Regions from separate parts of the Gossypium raimondii genome. Here region 2 is linked to region 1. A link is a contact called in public Hi-C data. All regions are on one chromosome and are shown on one strand. The core of a region is the stretch at or near the end of the contact, and the rest is flanking DNA. Distances in the headings are between cores, read along the strand shown. Region 1 holds the start of LOC105773504 (protein MANNAN SYNTHESIS-RELATED 2). Region 2 holds the start of LOC105773126 (pyrophosphate-energized membrane proton pump 3).

Region 1 (6,353 bases), core at 1,789-4,288:
TGTGTTCTCCTTGTCAGATTCGGCTTGGGGATTCTTTTATTGAACTTAAATTTCATTTTCGTTGCGTCCAAACAACCCTATTAATAAGTGTTTTGATTATCTTGTTTTGTGGTGTTTCTTTATAGATCTATTGCTGCTAAGATTGATTTTCTTTTTTCGTTTCAAATCCAAGTGTCTATCGTTTTCGTAGGATTTTCCCGTGACTTGACAACTCGATCTTGGTCCGCGCGCAACCCTCTATCACCATTGAACCACTTGGAATACTAAGGATACTCGTGTCTCTTATCTGATATTAACATGCCAAAGCCATGTCCCAGACATGGTCTTACATGGGATGTTTCCTGTACTGCCAATGTCATATCCGAGATATGGTCTTACATGGGAATTCTCATATCGGTGTCCATGTTATGTCCCAGACATGGGACCTCTCATCTCGGTGCTAACGCCATGTCCCAAACATGGTCTTACATGGGATCTCATTCCATTAATGTCACGACATTTGTATCCGATACATTCCTAATGTTTCAACGGGACTTTTTAACACTGATTCTCTATCATCTCATACTGGAGTCAACATTAAATAATTTCATGAAATAAGTACATAATTGCTGGAAAATAACAACATTAATAATTATTATTAAAATATTAAATTTATTTACCGAAAACTTACCTCAGTACAAAATACGATCAAATCTAGCAACTTAGTCCTCAACCTTTTTCTTTCCCCACTCCAACTTTGGATTTCGTTCTTCTTGATCTATAATAGCAAATTTAGCTTATTTAATACTCACATTCATCAAAACAGTCCTTGACTCAAACTTTGGAAAAATTATGATTTTGCCCATAAATTTTTGCGTATTTACACTTTTTCCCCAAAGCTCGGAAATTAAACTCCATCCCTTATTCCTATGTTTTATGACATGTTGAACATCTTTCCCTTCTATGACAACGTCAAATTCCCACTCTAACATTTACTTATGAACATTAGGTATTTTTACCGATTATGTCGTTTTACTCGTTTTCACTTAAAATCGCCTAGAAAAAGTTGTTTAACATAATTTCAAGCTTCATATTCTACCATAAAACATCAAAATAAACACATTTCACCTACGGGTATTTTTCCAAATATGAACCCTAACATGAATTAATGGTAGAATAAGCTAAATCGAGCCACGATGACTCAAAAAAAGTTTAAAAAAACATTAAAAACGGGGCTTGGATGGCACTTACTATGAGCTTGAGAAAGTGGAGAAACCCTAGCTATGGTGTCCCTTGAAGTTTCAACCGTATGGAAGAAGATGAGTACATTTTGCCATCTTTTTCCCTTTTAATTCTTTTTATTACCAAATGACTAAAATGCCCTTAATTAAAACTTTAGTTATTTTTATCTATGCATGCCCATTTTTGTCCATGAAAATCTAATGGTCTAATTCCATTTAAGGACCTCTACTTCAATTATGGACTTTCAATTAAATCCTTTATCATCTAAAGCTCATATTTACCCACTTTTGCAATTAAACCCTAATATGCAATTCAGACATGCAATCGGTGAAATTTCTTATCGGTATTCTAACACATGCATCCAATCAATCTGTAAATCATAAAAATTAATCACAATAAACTATTCTATCTCGGATTCGTGGTTTTGCAACCACTGTTCCATTTAGGCCCAATTTCGGGATGTTACAGTAAGCCCATCACATCTATTGGCCGAAATTGGGCCTTAAGACTTGCATAAATATGGTTCAAGTATTGGTTCGATTGATTTTTTAGTTCGATTCAACCGATCCATATCGATTTTTGGGTCAATCAATTTTTTGCCTTTCTTGGGATCGGTTCCCCATCCAACTGGTTAGACCAGTTGGTTTGGTTTAAACAATATTGATAAAAAGGTAGTCTAAAATAAAAATAAAATGCTAATATGCTAAAAAAGCCCTTAAACTATTATACATTGTTTAAGCAAGTCCTTATGCTATTTTTGTAGTTAAATAACCTCATAACCTATAATATTTGACCATGAAAGCTCTTGATTTTAATATTAAAGTACAAATATTTTGAATCTTTAAACTATTTTACATTTTATGGTGATCTGAATTTGATTAGAAGAGTTTATTAAATAAAATAATAATTTTAAAGGAAACAAAATATTTTAAAATATCTTGAAAGTGTTTATATACATAACACGTTGAATTATTTTTGAAAAATTTTATTACTTGTTTTAAATTTCATGTTGATGTGAAAAGTATATAGAATTTCTATTGCATCAACAAGAAATTAAGAAAAGAGCCTAAAATTTAAAATATTTTACTTTAATATTAAAATCAAGGGCTTTTATGTGTAAAAATAATAATATAGAGATTTATTTAATCGCAAAAATTTTTGGTTAAATTTTACAATTAGTCCATATAATTTGCGAAAGTTGTGGAATTAGTCATTGTACTTTTATTTGATCAATTTTAGTTCTTATACTTTTGAATTGGTTAGTTTTAGTCTCTATACTTTTTGAATTTAAAATCTTAGTCCTTACCCAAATAGTAACAATTAAATCATTAGTTTAAATTTAGAAACTAGTTTTGTATTATGCATACAATTGTATATTTATCCATATTTTCTAATTTAATCATTCAAAGACCCTATACTTTTCGAATATTAAAATTTTAATCTTGACACAAATGACAACCGCTAATCCATTAACATAATTATTAGTAAGTAATATGTGGAAATAACAAACTCACACAACAATAAACATATGATAATATATTTGTAGCATCAAATTTCGAAATAACAAAACCTAACTTAATAAGTTTAACAATTATCGATAACTGAAATTTTAAAATTTGAAAAATGCAGAGACTAAAATTGATTAAATAAAAATATAGAAACTATCTATAAGTTTCACAAACTACAATGCCTAATAGCAGAATTTAACCAAAATAGTTTATAGGCCTGTTTAAATAAAAGCGGAGTAGATTATGGGGCTTTTTAGTAGTATATTACGTAATAAGAAATCAAAGCAAAGGGGTAGGGTACACATGGCGTAGGAAAACAGGCATCGTTTTCACTTTCAGTGCAAAGTGTCGGTGGTGTAAGGGCCCGCAAAACGATACTACTACTGCACCTATTATCATTTCTTCATTTCATTTTCTCTCGTTGATCTAAACTCGCTGTTTCATCTTCTTGTTAATCATACCTCTTCTTTAGGTTTAAACTTATTCTTGGACGACCCTGGTTTTTATTTTTTGAGTTTTGAATTTCCTTTTTTTGGGGGGCTTCGCTTTTATTACAGAATTTTGAAAGAGAAAAGAAGAAATGGGGATTGATTTGAGGCAAGTAGTGGCCGGTATTCTCACTCTCACCATGTTTGTGATGCTTGGTCAAATGATCAAAAGAGACCATTTTGATTCTCTTCAAGTAATTCCCCCTTCCTTTTCTTTCTTCTTTGATCTAACTCTCAAGTTTTTCATAGGATTTTTATACTAAATCCAGTCCCCAATTTCACTTCACTTTTCTTACCTTTGTGTTTTATTTGGTGAATCTCTGATTATGTGATACTAAATCTCGAGCAAGTTGCTTCACTTTCCACATTATCTGTAATAATCACATCTTAGTTCGTTAAGATTCACTTGACATCATATCTGCTGCATCTTCAAGAAAATAACAATATACTCTGACCATGATCTTCGAAAATGGTGTAGTTGTTTGGTTCTTTGTGTATAAGATTATTTGAGAGCCTTTTTTTTTTTCTCAAAACTAATTGTTAATTCATGAAGTAGAAGAAGAAGAAGAAGAAGAAGAAGAAGAAGAAGAAAATATGGGCTAACTTGAAACTTCCTTTTAGTTTTTAAACAATTAAAGCTATTTTATTTTCCAGGGGAAGTATCTGGAAAACTAGACTGAACAAGGTATAGAAAACAACCCATTTAAAGTTAAATTTGGTTTAGAAGAGTTATTTCAGGATTCAAGCATAGATGAGTGAAGGATTCTGCTTCTTTCAGATTTATAATTTCAGTCCTAGGCCTTATTTCAACGTCTCAAGCCTTTATGACCAACTAGAAGAAATTGTAGGTGTTTTATTTTTGTTATTGTAAATTCTATTGATGCCAGTCTTATTTACTTATAGTGATTAAATAAATGTTTGCAAGTTTTTGCTTGATTTCTTTTCAATTCCGTGTAAAGCTTTGGTGTATTTACTCTAAATTTGATTATTTTCTCTCCTTGTTACGTAGGATAAACTTCCTGGAGAAGCTCAGGATGTTCAAGTTGGTAATGCCAATGTTATTGAGAAGGATGGCCTTGTAAAGCTTTCGAAGGGGAGCAAAGGGCCTTGGATGAAGGACAGTCAAGAGCTAAAACCATGTTGGAGCAGGACCACTTTTGGTTTGTTAACTTCACTTAACTCCCTGAAAAATGATCATTTGGTTTAGAAATTTGTCTATACATGTATCATTATCCTGATGTATACATTCGTCACTGTGTATTGACGGTAAAAAATGTAATTAAATGTTTCTCTTTAATTGATGGAGCTTTTACTTGGCTTACAGATGGGATAGAGCAGTCAAGAGGGTATGTTACTTTCTCATTGACTAATGGTCCAGAATACCATGTCTCTCAGGTATACATGGTATCTGTTTTAGTTATAAAGTTATCAAAATAAGATAGCTTTGCTGTTGCCTTTTCTTTATCTTTGTTCTCTCACAAAGAAGGAAGAACCTAAGTTTAATGTGTTTGAAAGTCCCTAATCCATTTCGTTGTCTGAAATTTCACCTTTTACTATTTACCTGGAAATAATGGATAGATCAAACTGTTGTCTTGGTAAACTTAATACTTTTAAAAGGAGTAAATGAATGTTATTATTGGTACTATTTCCAATTTCCCATTACTTCTTGAGATGTTCTCTATGATAAACGAGCTTGTTATCTACTGTGTGTAAGAAAGAACTTTAGCCAAGTTGTCTTCCCAATATGAAATCAGGAATTTAGGAAGCTAGAGGATAGCGCCTCAAGGAGGTGTTTTTTGAATCTTCATTTTTCTTGAATTACCCATGTCCGACACATTTTCGGACACAGATATAGGCATATATATGATCCTTCAAAGATCCTCTAAATGCATGCAAAATACTTAGAAAAAATTGAACACACATTTCGGGCACATGTATGCTAGATTCACGCGTAAGTCCAAGTAGCATAATTTGTATTGATATATGCTCTGCTTATTTTTCTGAAAATTCTTGTTTTGCTGTGTACCTTGATTAGATATGGAATCTTGAATATTAGGTAGATTTTTCTACAAAGAATTTAATGGCACAATGTGCTAGCAGTTTATGAACGGTAATCTATTGAAAACCTTTGCTTGTTTTCCATCTAATCTATTATTCATTCCATGGTGATTGGCGAGTGCCTCTTCAGATGGCTGATGCAGTAATAGTAGCAAGGTACCTAGCGGCAGCACTTGTACTTCCGGATATTAGAGGAAGCAGACCTGGTGACGAAAGGTTAGTGCTCTATTAATTTTGAAGATACTGTATTCTCTCCTCTCCTTCCCCATAGTAAATCTTTTATCTTGTTATTTCAATGAAGAATAATGAGTAGTCCAAGTTTGAGTTAATCTAAGCACAAAATCTTAAATGGTTCTATGATGATTGAAAATCTTCAGAAACTTTAAAGATATTTATGATGTTGAGAAGTTCATGAAAAGCCTCGATGGGGTTGTCAAAGTAGTGAAGCAACTACCCAATGAAATATCAATTCGGGATCTTGCTGCTGTGAAGGTTCCCAATAGGGTCACCGAAGATCACATTGTGGAAAATGTACAACCAATTTTTAAATCAAAGGGAAACATAAGGCTTGCTACCTACTTCCCTACTGTAAATATGAGAAAAACTACACAAAAGAGTAGTGTTGATTCAGTCTCATGTTTGGGAATGTTTGGAACTTTAGAGTTGCAACCAGAAGTCAGTGAAGTTGTTGATTCAATGATTGAACGGCTTAGAACTTTGAGTCGCAAATCAGATGGCCTGTTTATAGCAGTGGACTTGAGGGTTGATGTATTGGAGAATAAGAATTGTCATGGTAGTGGTACTAATGTAGCAAAAAGTTGTTATAATGCACAGGAGATTGCTTTGTTTTTGAGGAAGGTCGGATTTAATACCGATACCACTATATACCTGACTCAATCAAAGTGGGATAACAGCCTTAGTGTCCTCAAGGATATCTTTCCTAAAACATACACAAAGGTGAGTAAATTCTTCTTTCCTAATAATGATTTTCTGGATTTAAATTTTTGTGTTTCTTGAACCATTATGTGCAATGCTTGATTTTGACAATCAACCGGCACGGGGTTATTCAGTGGTTGAC
Region 2 (6,685 bases), core at 1,972-4,471, 300 kb before region 1:
ACATGAAACTCTAACGGTCGTTAGATATGACTGATGTACATTAAAGCAGTAAAATTGTAACAAAATTAACAAGCATTGAGAATAAAACATTCAATTAGTAATTAAAAAGTTTCTGGAGAAGCATTTAATACAATTTTTCCAAGAGCATAAAGAAAGCTTGATATTTGACTTTATGAAAGTTGATTTTACCCTAAAAAAAAACTACCTGAGCCATCTCTGGAGGCCCTTCATCCTTGGAAAGGACCCACTTTGTAAGATAAATTGACAAAAGGAAGCTGACAATGCAAACTGAGAAGACAAAAACAATGATTGGAGAAGTACTTGCTCCAATGTAAAAGACATATCCGAAGCCCAAAAAGAGAAGTATAACAAGAACACGAACATTAATTCCCCTGAGAATTCGAAAAATCTGCAGAAAGGAATTAGTCTCTTTTTTTTTTTCTTTTTTGAGAATAGGAATTAATCAATGAACACACAATAAGAGGAAAAAGAGTGTCTCATGAGCCAAGAGGAAAGAGAGAGAGAGATAAAAAATATGCTTAGCTAGGCAAGACAATAGAAATGAAAAAGAAAAGAATTCTCCATAGGATCCACATCACTCCTTATTTCCTTGACTAAAATATTCAGCTGTGGGTCTCTATTAACTTTGCCAGTACAAGTCAAACTACCATTCACATCAATTCAGCAGTCTCTGTGAAGATCATGCTAAGCTTCTTTCCTTTTTTTAATGCTAACCATATTTTTCCATTTTAAGTTCAAGAGAACCACAACTATTATAAACACCATAACACCAAAACCAACAGATGGACACACATAAGCCAAGATAATAGACAAGAATCTTAACTGCAATTGAGAAGGAAAAATGTGGCCAAATGAAAAACAAAAAGTCAGGATGTATTTTGTGGACTTCATAACAAGTACTTGATATACCAATTGATCTAGAAAAGAAATATTAGAATGAGCAGTCTCACCAAGGTAGCCTTCAAACAATTCCTGAAACATATAGAGTTCTAAATCAAGCATCTCCGCTCACTAATTGTGTATATAGCTAAAATACACTTAATCTATAGCAATAATAAATTATTACGATGCAACTACAAATTGACAATGAGAAAAATGATCTGCCCAATAGGAATTAATTCCCCTTTTCCAAAAGTAGTTTATAACCAGGTACTTGTAACAAAAAATGCAGGATCAGAACAAATTCCTAAAACAACAAAAAGGAAAATGAGAACAAAAAGAGACATCAAGGCCAAAATATCCAAATGCGCACTCATCTACAACTAACAAACTGCACACAAAACTGAGACAAACATAATGTCCTTACCAAGGGGGTATATGGTTTACTACGCATGTTCGGAAATGTCCTTGGCCTATCTAGGTAAGGCCCCAAATTACCATTCTCAACGTCATCTCCCATCATCATGGCACTGGCAGAGTTCACCCTCCGGGCAACAGGAAAAGAGTACTCCCCAGTTTGGGGCAAATCACCCCCTGAACTTGGTCGCTGAATTTTGAATGCTTTAATTTGTCCAGTGAAAGACTATAATTTCACCTAAGACATACAAGACAATCAACTTTTTTAATAACAACAGCCTTAATTTAGGTTCAATAGCTTCTATTCTTGCCTTACCTCCAGTTCAGGGATTTTTAGACACGAGTTAATTTTCCTGCATAAAGATCAAAACATTTACTGGTTAAAACTTAAGAAAACAAACAAAAATTACAAACACTTAAGGTTTAGGTCAAATCAAACCAAGCCACAACTTTGGTGATGTAAAAACAATACCTCATCAGTGAATAAGACACTTTTAGGCAGATAATTGGAGAAGGATTCTTAATACACAGCATTTCCAATCATAGAAACCCAATATCTCGAGTCTCTAAGCCTAGAACTGTGATCATGGAAGTACTCTACACTGATCAGAACAAAATCTAGCATCGTAATTATGCTCATATTGCTTAATATTAAGCAGCCAAAGCCCCTAATTATGACTGTATCTGAGTAGATAAAAAACGAGAACCTGGAAAAAGGTGCAAAAGTAATTGCATAGACTAAAAGATCTGGAAAGAACAATCTCACTGGTTTTACTGAAACTGAACATTTAACCAGACTATCTTTAAAAATCTCAGCTTACTGTGTCAAGAAATTGCCTAAAATACAATTCAAGTTTTGCTAAGTGGAAGGATGGGATGGAAAAGAAGGGAGAGGTAAAAATTTTGAATGCAATGGTTAGGCTTAGGCTATGAAGGTGGTAACGAACCTAAGTACTTAACCATTAGATTAGAAAATTGTTCCTCATTTACCCTTAACATCAAGCAAAGGCTCAACCTAAAATATTCAAACATCTTACAAAATTATAACCACCAAATATCATTTTGACCTCCAATTAACCGCTTCACTTCCCCTATTGCACTGCCAAGAGATATTCCATAAAAAGTGCAAGATGTTGCAAAAGGCCATTAGAAGCTAATAAATTAGCCAAAAGATGAAGTAGAATTTATATTTTTCAACCCACACATTTGCAAGAACCAAACATTATTTTGTTCCATTTTGACCTATCATAAGACTAAAAAACAAGACTAATTCAACTCAAAATACAATAATTTCAGTTCAGCATTCATGAATCATGATATTTTTCTCCTTTCTTTTTTTCTGTTTTGTTCCCATTTTTCGGACCTCATGGATTGTAGTTACGATAGCAAAATGGAAATAAATAAAGCGAAAAAGAAAAGTTAATCAGCCACTAAGTTTTCAATTTTCCGAGTAAAGCAGCCACTAAGTTTTCAATTTTCGAAGGTTCCAAACAGTTCTCATTCCCGACATTTCATCAACAAAACGACCAAATGAAGGGACCTCCCTAAGAAACATAACAACTTAGGATCCAAAGCCAAAACCCCAGATTCAAAGTATTGCATAATTTGATCTAAAAAATAATCAATTAGATCTACAAGAAAAGAAAAAGATTACACATACCGTTTTCAGTGGCCGCAGCGAAACCAAGTAACCGCCATTAACGGGGAAAAACGTTAATGCTCTCCCTCCCCCCCCCCCCTCTCTCTCTCTCTCTCCCTCTCTCTGCGGAAACCGAAATTTTGCAGACCTCTTAGTCTTAAGATTATAAACTTTTAACAAGTCGAGAAGGATGAATTATTTTTGTTTGTTTGATTTTTCTTTTCTACCTTTTTTTTGTTTCCTTCGGTTTCATTTTATTCTTTTGGTTTAAGCTTTTCTCTGCTTCTGTTTATAAAATCTCTTTTGCCATGTCAGCGCTGCCAATAGTTTTCTTACATGTAAGCTGTTTCCACGACCAGACAATTAAAGCTTTTATCCATCTATACTATTAGCTTAATTCTCAACACAATTATTAAAAAATTCCTTCTTCTATAAATAAACACTTAGGTACCCAAATTTTTTTTTATTTACGAAAATTACCTACTTTGAAAATCATGTATCTAAACATAGGTGCACTTTCACCTAATAATTGATTACAGCGCATAAAAATATTTTTTTAGATCGCATCAATGGTTTTGACGTTACCAATATCATGTATTCTGAGGGGAGAATACGAAAAAATGATGTCACCAAAAAGCTATATATACTCATGCCGATGAAATATCTGTGTAAGGTGAAGATCAAGATTTTGGGGAGGGAGAAAATTTTTTGATTAGTTGTAAAGGAGAGAAGAGAGAAATGTTTATTATTAAGAAAACATGGAGATCAGGATCAATTTTTTTTTTCGGTTTATTTAGAAAATTTTATAATTTGAAGGTATGTTTTATTTAATAGTGGTCCAGTGGAGCTCAGACACTGACAAATTTAATGGTCCTTTTTGTTAGTACAAATCTCCAGTGAGGAAAATCTCAAACACACGAACGAAACTTGAACAGAAAAAGAAGAAATAGGAGAAGGCTCCAAGGAGTGTATCAAGCCACTATCTTTAAAGTTATATTCGCCCCCACCTATCTTCGGTGTGCAAAAGAGTTTCAAGCAAATTACTATTTGTGTTTTGCACTGACAACAATAGTCCACTAAGCACTGAGCAATGTATAACAAGAAATTCAATTTCTAAAAGGATTTTTGCAGTAATATTTTATAGAATAATCTAATAATATTAAAAATGGAGGAAGGAAAGAAAGAATTTTAGAATTTTTTTGGTGTGATTTTTAAATGAAATCTCATCCTTATTTATAGGAATTTTCATGTCTCTTTGTAAAGACATTTTTCAATAGGTGTCTTTCGAATAAATAAATAATAATAATTAGTCATCTAATTTTATAACTATTCAAGTAATATTATTTGAATAGTTATAATTCTTTTTCAAAAATCAAATGATATAACTTTTGACCAATAACTAAAAGATTTATGTTTTGATTAATTACACTCATTCATTTATAGTTATTGGAAGAGTATAAATATTTGAAAATATTCCAACACTTTTTGGGAGTGTAGATTTGATTCCTTAATTTCATATGCAGTGACGGTTTCAAATAACAATAGGGGTCTCGGTTGCTAGTGATTTATGCGGTAACGGGTTCAAATTGGTTATGTAGGTCTCTCCGTTGGATGTGGTAGGGTGATAACAGGTTCAAATTGGTTATGCAGCCAACGAGTGGTATTATCTGGGATTTTCTGGGTCAGGGGGATGTTTAAAGGTTCTAATAGAATCCCAGTTGAATACTACGGGTGAGATTATCTCAAATATTAGTACTAAGAAACTTACTCGTGTTGCCATTAAACATGGTCCTTTTCAATTTGTAAGACACAATGGTATCGATCTGGAACAAAATCAAATTCATCATTTATTTTTGTTTTATTAGTATTTAAAAACTTGCTCGTGCTGCCGTTAAACATGGTCTTTTTCAATTTGTAAGACACGATGTTGTCAGTCTTGAACAAAATGTAATTCATCATTTATGTTCTGTTGTAATTTTTATGTTTCAATTTCCAATCTTTTTTTTTTAAATGTAGGAAAATGTAAATTACGTACTAAAGTAAGTTATTTGAAATTATTTTGTAATGTTGCTTGTAACAACCCGATTTCGACCCTAATCGGACATAGTGGTTTTGGGACCACAAATTTGAGTCGGAAAAATATTTTAATATTATTTTGTGTTTTATCATGTGTGAATTTGACTGTGTGAAATTTTTGTGTTCTAATTTTATCGTTTGAGTGACCGATTAAAGAAAAAGGGTTTAATTGTGTAAAATGAAAAATTGGCTAGTTAATGTGTAAAGTGTTAAATTGCTAATGTCTTTTTAATATGGAGTCCTTAATAGGTAATAAGCCCACTATTAAGTGAGTGGGTGATAATGGTCAAGAATGACCTTGTATTATAAAGTATAAATATTTAGAAATAAAGGTTAATAAGGTAAATTAATAATATGTTAATATATGTTAACTAATATCAAATTATAATTCATTAGTCATCATCTTCCTAAGGCCGAAACTAAAGAAAAGTAAAAAAAAGAAAAACTCAAGCAAGGTTCGGCCATTGTAAAAGCTTGATTCAAGGTTAGTTTTGTTTCGGTTTTTGATAATTTTTACGTTTTTGAGATCGTTGCTTCGAATACTTCAAAACCCATGTCTTAATTTTGTGAATTGTTGATGATTTTGAAATGTACCATTGATGAATGTTTGAGCTTTATGATGTTAGTTGATGAAATATTAAAGATATGTGAAAGATTAACATGTTTTGTCTTTGAATTTTTGGTGAATTTGAGTAATTAAGGCTAAAGTGTGAAAATAAATTTTTAAGGGACTAAAATGTGAAATAAATGAAATATATGGATTTGTATGGACTAGGGTGATATTCGGCCTAAGCATAGCATGTGTAAATTTTGTGTATTTTGTGTTTTATGCAATAATGACTAAATTGCAAAAAGTGTAAAATGTCAGGGGCAAAATGGTAATTTGTCTATTTATGTGTTTTTGGATTAAATTGAATGCTTTGATGAATAAAAGGGTTAAATTTGAATTTTTTTAGATCAAAAACTGAAAAAAACTGAATTGGATCGGGGGAAGTCGAAAGTAATTGAGTAGTCGACTATGTTCGTCGAAATTCGAGGTAAGTCGATAAGCATTTAAATTTTGTTAAATTCATTGGTATATAGTAGATAGGTGATAAATGGAATTATTGAATGTATTAGAAGTCTTGGCTGATTGTATTTGTTGAAATATGTAAGTTATTTGAGTTCGATTCAATTGATAATTAACGTCTGTAAGCCCGTACGAACCCTAGAAACGCATGGGATTTTCTGATAAGTGTTTTCATGTAAGACCACGTCTGGGATGTTGGCACCGACTTGTGTTTTCATGTAAGACCACATCTGGGACGTTGGCATCGACTTGTGTTTTCGTGTAAGACCACGTTTGGGACGTTGGCATCAACTTGTGTTTTCGTGTAAGACCCTGTCTGGGACAGCGGCATCGATCCGTGATTACATGTAAGACCACGTCTGGGATGTTGGCATTGTACGAATCTTACAACTATTCTCGTATCCTATTTAATTTCGATCGGTTCAACGGGCAATGTTAAACGAAGACGGTTATATAATTGAAATATATGTGCAGGTATGTATTAGTTAAATAAATATATGGAAATAAGGTAAGTTATTCATTTGGAACTATATATAGTATGTGTGTACAAGTTTTGAATTATTATGGTTGTATATATATGTATA

What was found. A called contact is a pair of places that touch in the nucleus more often than the background predicts.
Region 2: a contact with region 1 is called in a Hi-C map of leaf, with 3 times the contacts expected there. The contact joins the promoter of LOC105773126 here to the promoter of LOC105773504 in region 1. A contact is called at or near these places in 2 of 2 Hi-C or Micro-C datasets (both in leaf).

What each region holds. Positions count from the first base shown.
Region 1 is chr6:32,901,356-32,907,708 of ASM2569854v1, reverse strand. LOC105773504 (protein MANNAN SYNTHESIS-RELATED 2) reads left to right here and starts at 3,038. Exons shown (of 7, transcript XM_052632757.1): 1 at 3,038-3,411; 2 at 3,771-4,061; 3 at 4,227-4,377; 4 at 4,542-4,612; 5 at 5,406-5,491; 6 at 5,653-6,232. The coding sequence starts at 3,969.
Region 2 is chr6:33,199,885-33,206,569 of ASM2569854v1, reverse strand. It overlaps LOC105773126 (pyrophosphate-energized membrane proton pump 3), which reads right to left and starts at 3,221. Exons shown (of 16, transcript XM_012594800.2): 1 at 2,978-3,221; 2 at 1,634-1,670; 3 at 1,328-1,555; 4 at 206-409. The coding sequence starts at 1,426.